Linked DNA regions of Zea mays: region 1 is linked to region 2. Evidence: chromatin contacts called from public Hi-C data. All regions are on one chromosome and are shown on one strand. The core of a region is the stretch at or near the end of the contact, and the rest is flanking DNA. Distances in the headings are between cores, read along the strand shown. Region 1 has its middle 8.3 kb from the start of LOC111589338. Region 2 holds the start of LOC100191839.

The links. A called contact is a pair of places that touch in the nucleus more often than the background predicts.
Region 1: a contact with region 2 is called in a Hi-C map of leaf, with 5 times the contacts expected there. The contact joins the enhancer-like site here to the promoter of LOC100191839 in region 2. A contact is called at or near these places in 4 of 25 Hi-C or Micro-C datasets (ear, endosperm, leaf and 1 more).

Annotation. Positions count from the first base shown.
Region 1 is chr5:79,537,669-79,542,062 of Zm-B73-REFERENCE-NAM-5.0, reverse strand. No RefSeq gene overlaps it. Among protein-coding and RNA genes, the nearest start is that of LOC111589338, 8.3 kb to the right of the region's middle. Within about 2 kb of position 1,497, at least 20 of the 20 cell types and tissues checked have an H3K27ac peak or open chromatin away from gene starts, as enhancers often do. A contact at or near this core is called in ear, endosperm, leaf and 1 more, where this site is marked.
Region 2 is chr5:79,343,674-79,348,793 of Zm-B73-REFERENCE-NAM-5.0, reverse strand. It overlaps LOC100191839, which reads right to left and starts at 2,819. Exons shown (of 4, transcript NM_001158370.2): 1 at 2,260-2,819. The coding sequence starts at 2,550. LOC103626596 (probable methyltransferase-like protein 15) reads right to left here. Exons shown (of 5, transcript NM_001301525.2): 5 at 4,645-5,120.

The DNA of each region.
Region 1 (4,394 bases), core at 248-2,747, 190 kb before region 2:
CAACGCCATAAAATTCTCAATTTTATCTTCTTCATTCACTTCAAAGAAAATATCCCTCTCGATGTATATAACAAGACAATCATCCAAAAGACTATCACACATCTTGTTTCTCAATTTAGTCTTCACTAAACTCATTGCAGAAAATGCCCTTTCAATACTTGCTGTCGCCACCAGCAAAAGCAATATCAATTAAATTGCAGAGAATGTGCATATGGTTGAAATGGACCTCTAAGAATATATGCTCTTCGAATTGCATCGTGATCATTAGCATGGTAACTTGCAATAGGTTGTCTTTCACCTGGATCATGTGGAAGACGGTTGACATCATAAATTGTTAGCGGTAGCGATGCAGATGGTATTGGATTCACAATTTCTTCACTTTTTATCCTCTCTTTCTCTTGTTCTTGAGGTGTCGACGCTTGAGTAACATTCGGAGATAATGAAGAAGCAATAAACTTCTGTTTCTTTACACCATGATTGCGAAAAAGAGAGACAATATCTCTCTGCTTCTTCATATTTTAGTCACTACAAAAACAATTGTAGTGAACCAACAATCAATAAGACAAAAATCAACAACAATATATATATATATATATATTGCGTATTTGTGTTAGACAAAATTCAACAAAAAATATATATGTATATTAGTACATTACCTGACTGAAGCACAACACAGACGCGCAGCCGTATGGCACGTCAGCACTACGGCAGGCGCCCAGGCCGCAGCCAACATGCAAGAGGCAATCAGCCACACTACGGCCAACAGGAAAGGCAACTACGCAAGAGGCAAGACTACAATGCAACTCTGCAGGACAGCAAGAGGCACTACGGCCGGACGCCGGACGGAGGCAGGCTGGCAGGGGCCGAGGGCAGGGCACCGGCTATCGGCTGACCGGCGTTGGCGCCCCGCACGTCCAGGCGCAGGCGCGCAGCGCAGATCGCAGATTCCGAGTTTCGCAGCAACCGTCAGCCGCCGGTGGAAGCTAAACCGCCTGAACGATCACGCTGTTGAAATAGGAACGTGATGCCTAGAGACGTTAATGGAGAATTTTCCATCAGGATTAACTCCTCAGACCCGTATCTATGAATATAGACCCGCCGCCATTCCCGAACCCGACCTCGGGTATGAAAATCCTCTCATACTCATCCCCGACCGGGTACTAAATACCCATAGGTATCCATACCCGACCCAATTATTCAAAATTTCAGAATTTCATTATGGACATTGGACACAATTCAATATTTACTCTAGCATGTATATTTTGTAGTTTCATCAACATACTCAAAACAAATATTGTCTTCTAGTAGCCACCTGTCCATACATCATAAATATAATCAAACAGTAAACAGAAATCAAAAATATCTCTGCGTCTGGGGCTCCGGGCGAGCGGCGGTCCAGGCCGGCGGCTCACGCACGCGGACACACGGTGCTTGCCTGCTTGAGCGATTGAGATTTGAGGGCAAGCGGCTGGGGGCTGGCCCGCTGGGACGCATAGTTTAGTTTTTTTTTACTTTGTTGGCTTGTTCTTACGGGGCTGCTTCTTTCTTATGGGTGGGGGCTGCTTCTTTCCTACGGGCCCATAGTTGGTATTCGTCGGCAGCCCACAAAGGCCACAGCCCACAAGTAAATGCTCGCTAGAAGCCTGGAATCCTATACGCTAGATTGTTCCGAGTATTTCTCCCCATAGGTAATCGGGTTTGGGTTTAACCCTTCCAAACCCAAACCCGTCATACCTAACAGGTAAGGAATTTATTCTAAATTTATACCTATAAGATTTATTTTAACACATACCTTAATCTTAATAGAGGAATTCTCCACGGGTAATCGGGTTTCGGGGCTCCATTGATATCTCTAGTGATGCCGGGATGGCCGGATAGGTTCTGGACCCCCTTGAGTCCGCCCATAATCTACCTACTATATTCTTCTAGACAAATTGTACTGAGTTGTGAGGACTCTCACAATTGGTATCAGGCAGGCTTCCTGGCACCGCGACTTCGTAGCGCGACGATGGCCTCCACCTCGGAGGCCAACATCACTGGAGCGCTGGAGGCCCAGGCAAAGACGATGGCCGCGCGGTCCAAGCTTCTGCAACAGATTAGTGATCGACTCGACGCCCAGGATCGTCACCGGGAAGCGTTGGAGAGGACGGTGCCGGCCAACTCCCATTCTATCAGCGCCTTACCGACGAAGGTAGACAACGTCGACGCAGCGACCGTTCGCGCGGACATGTCCAGGACGCTGCAGGCGCAGCTCGACGTGCACGTCGCCGAGTTGGCGGCGACCACATGGGAGCGCATCGACGCCGTTGAATCCACTTCCACGCTCTCCACCCGTGTGGCAGCGCTGGAAACATCAACCGCAACGTTCGAGATGTGGAGGCCTTCCGTCGAGCACTCTGTGGGGCGTGCTCTCTTCTGCCGTGGAAGCACTGCGCGCGATCGGACGTGTCGCGCCTGTCGCATACAAGGAATCGTGAGACGCAGTACTTCTACCGTCCAGGCATTCTAGGCTCGTACGGTTCGACGGTGGGGCGCCCTCCTGCTACCACGACGAACGTCCACGGCCTTCTGGGGCACCACGATTGCTCTTATCACCGGGAGGGACGCTCGGGGTATGCATTCGCCCAGTCATCACTCCCGCGCAATGGTATGCATACTGCTCCAGGTGCCTTTTCTCATGTTCCACCCATTTGGCATGATTCCATGACTGGCTGACTAGCAGGAGATCATTCATCCAGATGTCTGGGCAACCTGCCCAAGTTTCCTTTTTCAGGATTCGATGGGCCGGGGAGAACCCCAAATTATGGCAGAAACGTTGTGAAGATTATTTCACAATGTATTCTGTCGATCCCGCTGTTTGGATCAAGGTTGCAACTATGCAGTTCACCGGTCCTTCAGCGCAGGGCCGTTCCTGACTTTTCAGGTGCCCAGTGCGAAATTCGATATAGAGGGTCTATCACACACAAATATATATAATTATACATACAATATCGAATATTTGACGTATAAAAATTATTATAAACTGTTTTGATGTTTATAAGATAACAAATATAAAATATAGTCAAAAACACTTACTTCTCGTCTGATATCATTAAAAATATCTTCTAACATTTTGTGATACAAAATTTTGTGATACAAAGTCATCGCTTATATCATTGAGATCAATTTCATCCAACAACTTTTTTCGATATATAGAATCGTCAAGTCATTTAACCTCTCTTAAGTTATTGTTGACCATAAATAGCTCAAAAAATATTACAATTTTAAAAAGCTTCTCTCTACCGATGCAACCATCATGTGTATAGTAAATAATACTATATCTACATCAAAATAAAATTCATTTTGTTTCTTTAGTGGATTCATCATCATCTAGTTGAATATAAACATAAAAATTAAGAGATAAAACAAATATTATTTTGAAACGGATAGAGTATTCGATAAGCAATTGAGACATTAGTTTAACAATTTAAATGAGACTGATTAATAGCGCATCGCTCTTTGCGTATTTATGTCTAGAATAGATAAATTTAACAGGAAAAATGCTAGCGTCTAGTGGCTAGAGGGCCCTATAAATTTGGGGGCCCGGTGCGGCCGCACCTTCGGCACCCCCACAGAGACGGCCCTGCTTCAGCGAGGTGGCTTCAATCGGTTGAATGCCAGTTGCCTCATGTTTCTTGGTCTGACTTTGGCGATATGATTAGAGAGCGATTTGGTAAAGATCAGCATGAGGTCTTGATTAGGCAACTTTTTCATATCCGACAGACCACTACTGTCCCCGATTATGTAGAACGTTTTTCTCAGCTCGTAGATCAGTTGAATGTATATTGCCCTGTGTCTGATCCACTTTATTATAGTCTGCGTTTCATCGACGGTCCTCGTGATGAAGTTAGATCAGTTGTGCTTGTTTAGCGTCCTCGCAACCTGGATACTGCCTGTGTGTTGGTTCAGTTGCAGGAAGAAGTCGTGGACAAGAAGCGGGATTATCGACGGTTTGATGCTACTCCGAGCTCCAAACCATTGTCCAAGAGTCCCTTGTCGTTGCCCTTGCCTCCTCGGGGAATGGCGGGAAAACCTGCTGATGCTGCACCAGTCACTATTTCCACTACATCTTCACTATATACACGGGGTCACTGATGTGCGGATACAGTTCAATTGCATGCTGTGGAGGAGCTCTAGCAGATGTTGCAAGGACAGGACAATGAGGCAGCTGAGTGTTCAGATTCTTTGGTGGAACTGAATGAGATGACATTGTCTCAAGCTGCAGCAGTGGGTAGCACCGCCCCTAAAACTGTTCAATTCCTGGGACAAATTCAGGGATTGGAGCTGTTAGTGTTGTTAGACTCTGGGAGTTCCCATTCATTTATCAGTCATCAGGTGGTTGTTCATCTACAAGG
Region 2 (5,120 bases), core at 1,570-4,069:
ATGGATCATTCCACAGGGACTATGTACGATGTAGGTACTAGTTAGAGTTATGGTTTCCACTGCACCCTACATTCTGAAGGATACGGCCATACACTACAGATGGTACAGAACCGAAGATCAAGTTCCGCGCCTTCGAATCCAATCCAGTTTCTTTTGGTTTTGTAAAAAGACAGAAAGGGGCAGCGCAACAACAGACGAAAGCCAAACTACTGTGATTCTGTGTACTCCCATCTGTATCGAGTCACATAAATATTCAATATAACTTTCACCCAAATACCAGCTCCGGCCAGTCCGGTGAGATTTCACAGCACTAGTTCTACACTTAATACTACCAGGATGCAAAACCAGTTCATGCGGAAGTAAATCACGTGTCATGCTAATGTTTGGGACACAAAACGTAGGGTTCCAATCTATGTCTATATACCTAATATTAAAGAGGCAAAATTTCACCCCGCCCATTTTTTTTTCGTCCACCTTCCCCTAACTACCCGACAGTGAAGTGTTTCCTTCATATATGACGCTGACGCCGACTTATGATGCATATACTCATATTAGTTAGGACTCCATCTAGCGCTGATGAATACGAAGTCCGGTTCTAATACATATTGGCCCATGCCCTATGTATCTTGTATGTGAACTAGACTCATGACCCTTCCGTTTATACGAGTTAGAACAACCGACATCTAGCGACGATATTCCTACACTTATGGTGTTCCGTTGCGACGCATGGGCACGTTTGCTAGTAACAAAATAGTACTCCCTCCGTTCTTTTTTATTCGTCGCGTTTAAGTTCAAAAACAAACCAGCTGGCGCCAAATATTCGAGAAGGGAGGTAGTACAATGTACTATAGGGTTAGGGTTAGTGCACCTTCTTTAGCCAAAATAAAGTCAACCCAACGTGTGGGCAAACCTTGTTATAAAAAAAAGTGTGTTGCAGACCTCAAAAAACCATGTATGTAGTACACATTAAGTTAAATAGACCTTCAAAAGTCTAATCTCATATTCATCTATGATGAAGTGCTACCCTAAAACCAGCTTCAATTTACAACTCCATGTACTCTAGGGAAAAAAATCAAAGCCACCAAATTGATCCACTTCCTCGACTTGATCATCTCTTCAGTTTTTATTCAACTTTGTACTATGAACATATGATTAGTACCACTGCTTGCTAATTTTGACTCTCGACATCTAGGGCATTGTTGTAGTGCCAGCTCTGCTTGATCTTATCCTTAGCTATATTTAAGTCTGTGTACTACATACATGACTTTTTGATGTTTTTTTTTAAAAAAAACTGGCACATGATAAATTCGGATGTCCCGTGTCCTCTAAAAATCTCTAAACAAGTAACGCAAATAGTCAGCACCAAGTATTGATCATTAATATTCCTTTTAAACTCAAACGATCAGTTGATTAGAGTAATGTTTTTTTAGATTAGTGTTCTGCTCATCTTGTGCAAAGAAACAGCAGATATTCAAAAGTATCTAACCACCGCATATCTCTAGACGCCAGACTGATCAAAGAACATGATGGGAAATCAAAACCACCACCCTACAAGACGAAGCCTCGCTAACAAGTTCCAGATGGCCCTCCACATCCAGAAGAAAAGGCCCTGTGTTTCTGTAGACAGAGTGACAGCAGATAGGTGCAAATGGCGAGTACTGGCAATTTCTTTCAAATGTTTCCTTTCCAATCGAGTTACTCTGGTGCAGTGAGGATCGATAAGAACAGTTTTTTTTCTAAGCATTTCCGCTTGCTGATCTTGTATCATCGCACATGCATATCAAGCATTTTCTAATGCATATCTTGCTGACTTTTTTTTTTGTGGTAGCTTCACAATCGGCTTCCTGCACTTCATACAGTAAAGATATATATAGGTGAATAAAGTGTTTTGCCTCCACCGCTACCTGGGTCGTCCTCCATTTACAGTTTCCCACTGCAGCACTAGACAGCAAGCCAGCAAGGTATTCCCCTCCTTCTGCTTGCTTGCATAGAGGCACAAAAAAAAACGCATAACAAATCGAGCAGCAATATACGATGCGCGGGACACGGCACGAACGGGGCACCGGATTCGATGCTTAGAATCGCGCAGCTTGATACGCGGCAGGCAAGATCTGGATCGCGCCTGGCTGTGGCAGCAGCAGGTTGACTCTACTACGGACGAGCTAGGAAGGAGTCGACCGCGGTTGCCGTTGATCGAGCAAAGGTGCGAGGGAGAGGAGGGCGGGGAGGGGAGGGGAGCAAGCTGAGCGCAGTAGTAACCTGGAGGGACTGGAGCTCCTGGTCGAGGCGGGCGATGGCGGCGGAGAGGCGATGCTTGCCGACGTAGCCGACGTTCCTGGCGAGCGGCGGCGGCGGGCGCGGCTGCTGCTGCTGCTGCGGGCCGGAGTACGGCCTCTGGGCCTGGTGCCGCCGCTGCTGCGGCGGGCCCTGGCCCCGGTGGCGGCCCTCGTCGTCGCCCTCCTCTTCCTCCGCCTCCTCGCCGTCGTTGTCCGCCTCGTGGTCGTCGCCCCGCTGCCGGCGGTCCTCCACTCCGTTGGCTTGCCCCCTCATCCCGCCGTCCTCCGGGAGCGGGTTGTGGTCGGCAACGGCAAGTGGACGGACGGAACGGAAGGAACGATGGGTGGGTGGGTGGATCTGCGTGCGAGTAGCTGGGTATAGTAGAGAGAGGCGGGAGTGGCCGAGTGGGTTCTGTCGTGCCGTGCAGTGCTGCCCGTTTTACTGGGAGTCAATCAACTAACCCAGCCAAGCAGCCAGGGAAGGGAAAGGGAGGCTGGGAGCAGCGCGCGGTGCGACGGTGATGGCGACGCCGACGGCGCGCGGGTGGGTGGGTGAGTGGGTCAATGGCTGGCTGGTGCCTGGTACCAGATAGATACAGAGAAAGAGATGGATAGGAGCGGCCGAGCGGGAAGGGATGGGGGCCCGTTTGACCGGTCAACGTTGCGCGGCAGCAGCGGTCGGTCAGTCAATTTGTCGGAAAAAATTTGTTGCAGCCCGGCTGCAAACGATGATGTTTGCAGCCCCTCACAAAAAGGAAGATAGAGCCCACCTGCAGGTCCACCAGGTAACGTTTTAGTTGTCTTATTAACCTGCAGGTGGGCCCTATCTTCTTTTCTATGAGGGACTGCAAACATCCTGGTTTGCAGCCCGGCTGCAGCAAATTTTTTTCCCAATTCGGAAAAAATTTGTTGCAGCCCGGCTGCAAACGATGATGTTTGCAGCCCCTCACAAAAAGGAAGATAGAGCCCACCTGCAGGTCCACCAGGTAACGTTTTAGTTGTCTTATTAACCTGCAGGTGGGCCCTATCTTCTTTTCTATGAGGGACTGCAAACATCCTGGTTTGCAGCCCGGCTGCAGCAAATTTTTTTCCCAATTTGTCACCGAGTGCAGCGGCAGGCCCGCAGCGGCCCCAGCAGGCAGCAGGCAACAGTCTGTCGTTTTTTACCCGAGCCACCTGGTCGTAGTAGATACCCTCGTTTCATACGAAACAAAAAATAAATAAAAAAATTGTAAGGGCCTCTGCTCTTAATTCATGTGGTTTAGTGGGATTGAAAGAGTTTAAATCTTAAATAAGTTAAAATATTTTTATAATATTTTTTCTAATCTCTTCTAAGGGGGTGTTTGGTTTGCCCCTGCTAAAATTTAGCCATTATCACATCGAATATTTGAACCTTCGTTGGGGGTATTAGATGTAGTCGGATTATAAAACTAATTTCTCAGCCGAAGATTAAAAAGTGAGACGAATCTAGTACAGTTGGTTGGGTCTATATTTCATACTCCTATTTGAAAGTCAAACGCTTGATGTGACCCGGGCTAAACTTTAGTCCACAGAACCAAACACCCCCTAATCCACATAGCCTAGAAAAGCAAAAAAAACAAGCCTAAGGCCTACTAGGTAACAACAAATGCTGGTGACAATTGAATACTACATGACACTTACATGGACTGCCCTGCCACAGCTACTACAGCTGTTCGAATTGCTGCAGGTACAATATATAGAAACAAAATACTATATAAGCCGCAGTCAAATTAAAACTACAGCAAGTCGCAGAAGCGAACAATATATTTCGGGGTCAGATAAACACCCTTGGGTTTGGTTTGGTTATATGAATACTATTGGGTACGTCGTAACAATCGAGTGCTGCCACTATTTGAAAGCCAAGGGCAAAACAATCTTTTTGAGAGAGAGAAAATACTTCAAGAAAATCAGAAAAAATTAGAAAAAAATTAGAAACACAATGAACTGTTTCTCTTCAAGCTCTCTGCATCTTGCGCCACTGGAAAATGAATTTCAGCTAACACGATTAGTCTACCACTGGAAACATTTGTCACAACAGACATGATTAGTCTACTGTAGGAAACATTGTCACAACCAGGATCACATATTTTAATTAGAGGACGAATATTGCAAAAAAAAAAAAGCACCGACATATTTCAAATTTCCGAATGATGCGCAAAGGCTATAACATTCTACCAAACAGAACATCACCCTGTACCTGTACTTCCCGCCGGGTCCCACTGCCCAGCTGTTGCGGCGGTATACATGTTGATGGCCTTACATTACAATACACAGCAGCAGAAGGGTACAGCTAGATGGATGATCAGATCAGTAGCTCATTGGACAGGTACAGCTAGATGGATGATGTACCAGGAGTGAAGGAGGGCTCGAAAACCCTAAGGGGGTGTTTGGGAACAAAGTTTTTCTGCAGTTTTGGAAGAATACTGCAGTATTCTCAAATACTGCAGTATTATATACATAATGGTGTTTGGCAAGCTGGGTAAAATCTCTGTTTTCAAAACTGAAGTATTGCAAATACTATAGTTGTTTTAAGGCATTCTAAACTTAGCTCTGGACCTCAGTTTTCAAAACTGCGGTATTATAAACTACGGTATTGTCATAACTAAAGTATAGTATAGTATTTCAAAAACTGTAGTTTTCAAAAACTTTGTTCCCAAACAGGGCCTAAACTGATTATCGTGTCTTGCAAGTGAAAGGTTTACAGAGTTCATGAGGCGATATACATGAACGAAGTTCAGAAACTGATGCAGATACAGTGAGTTTTTTTTCGACTAACCTAAGCCTCTAGATTTCTTGTCGAGGATAAATAGCACCACCACATCC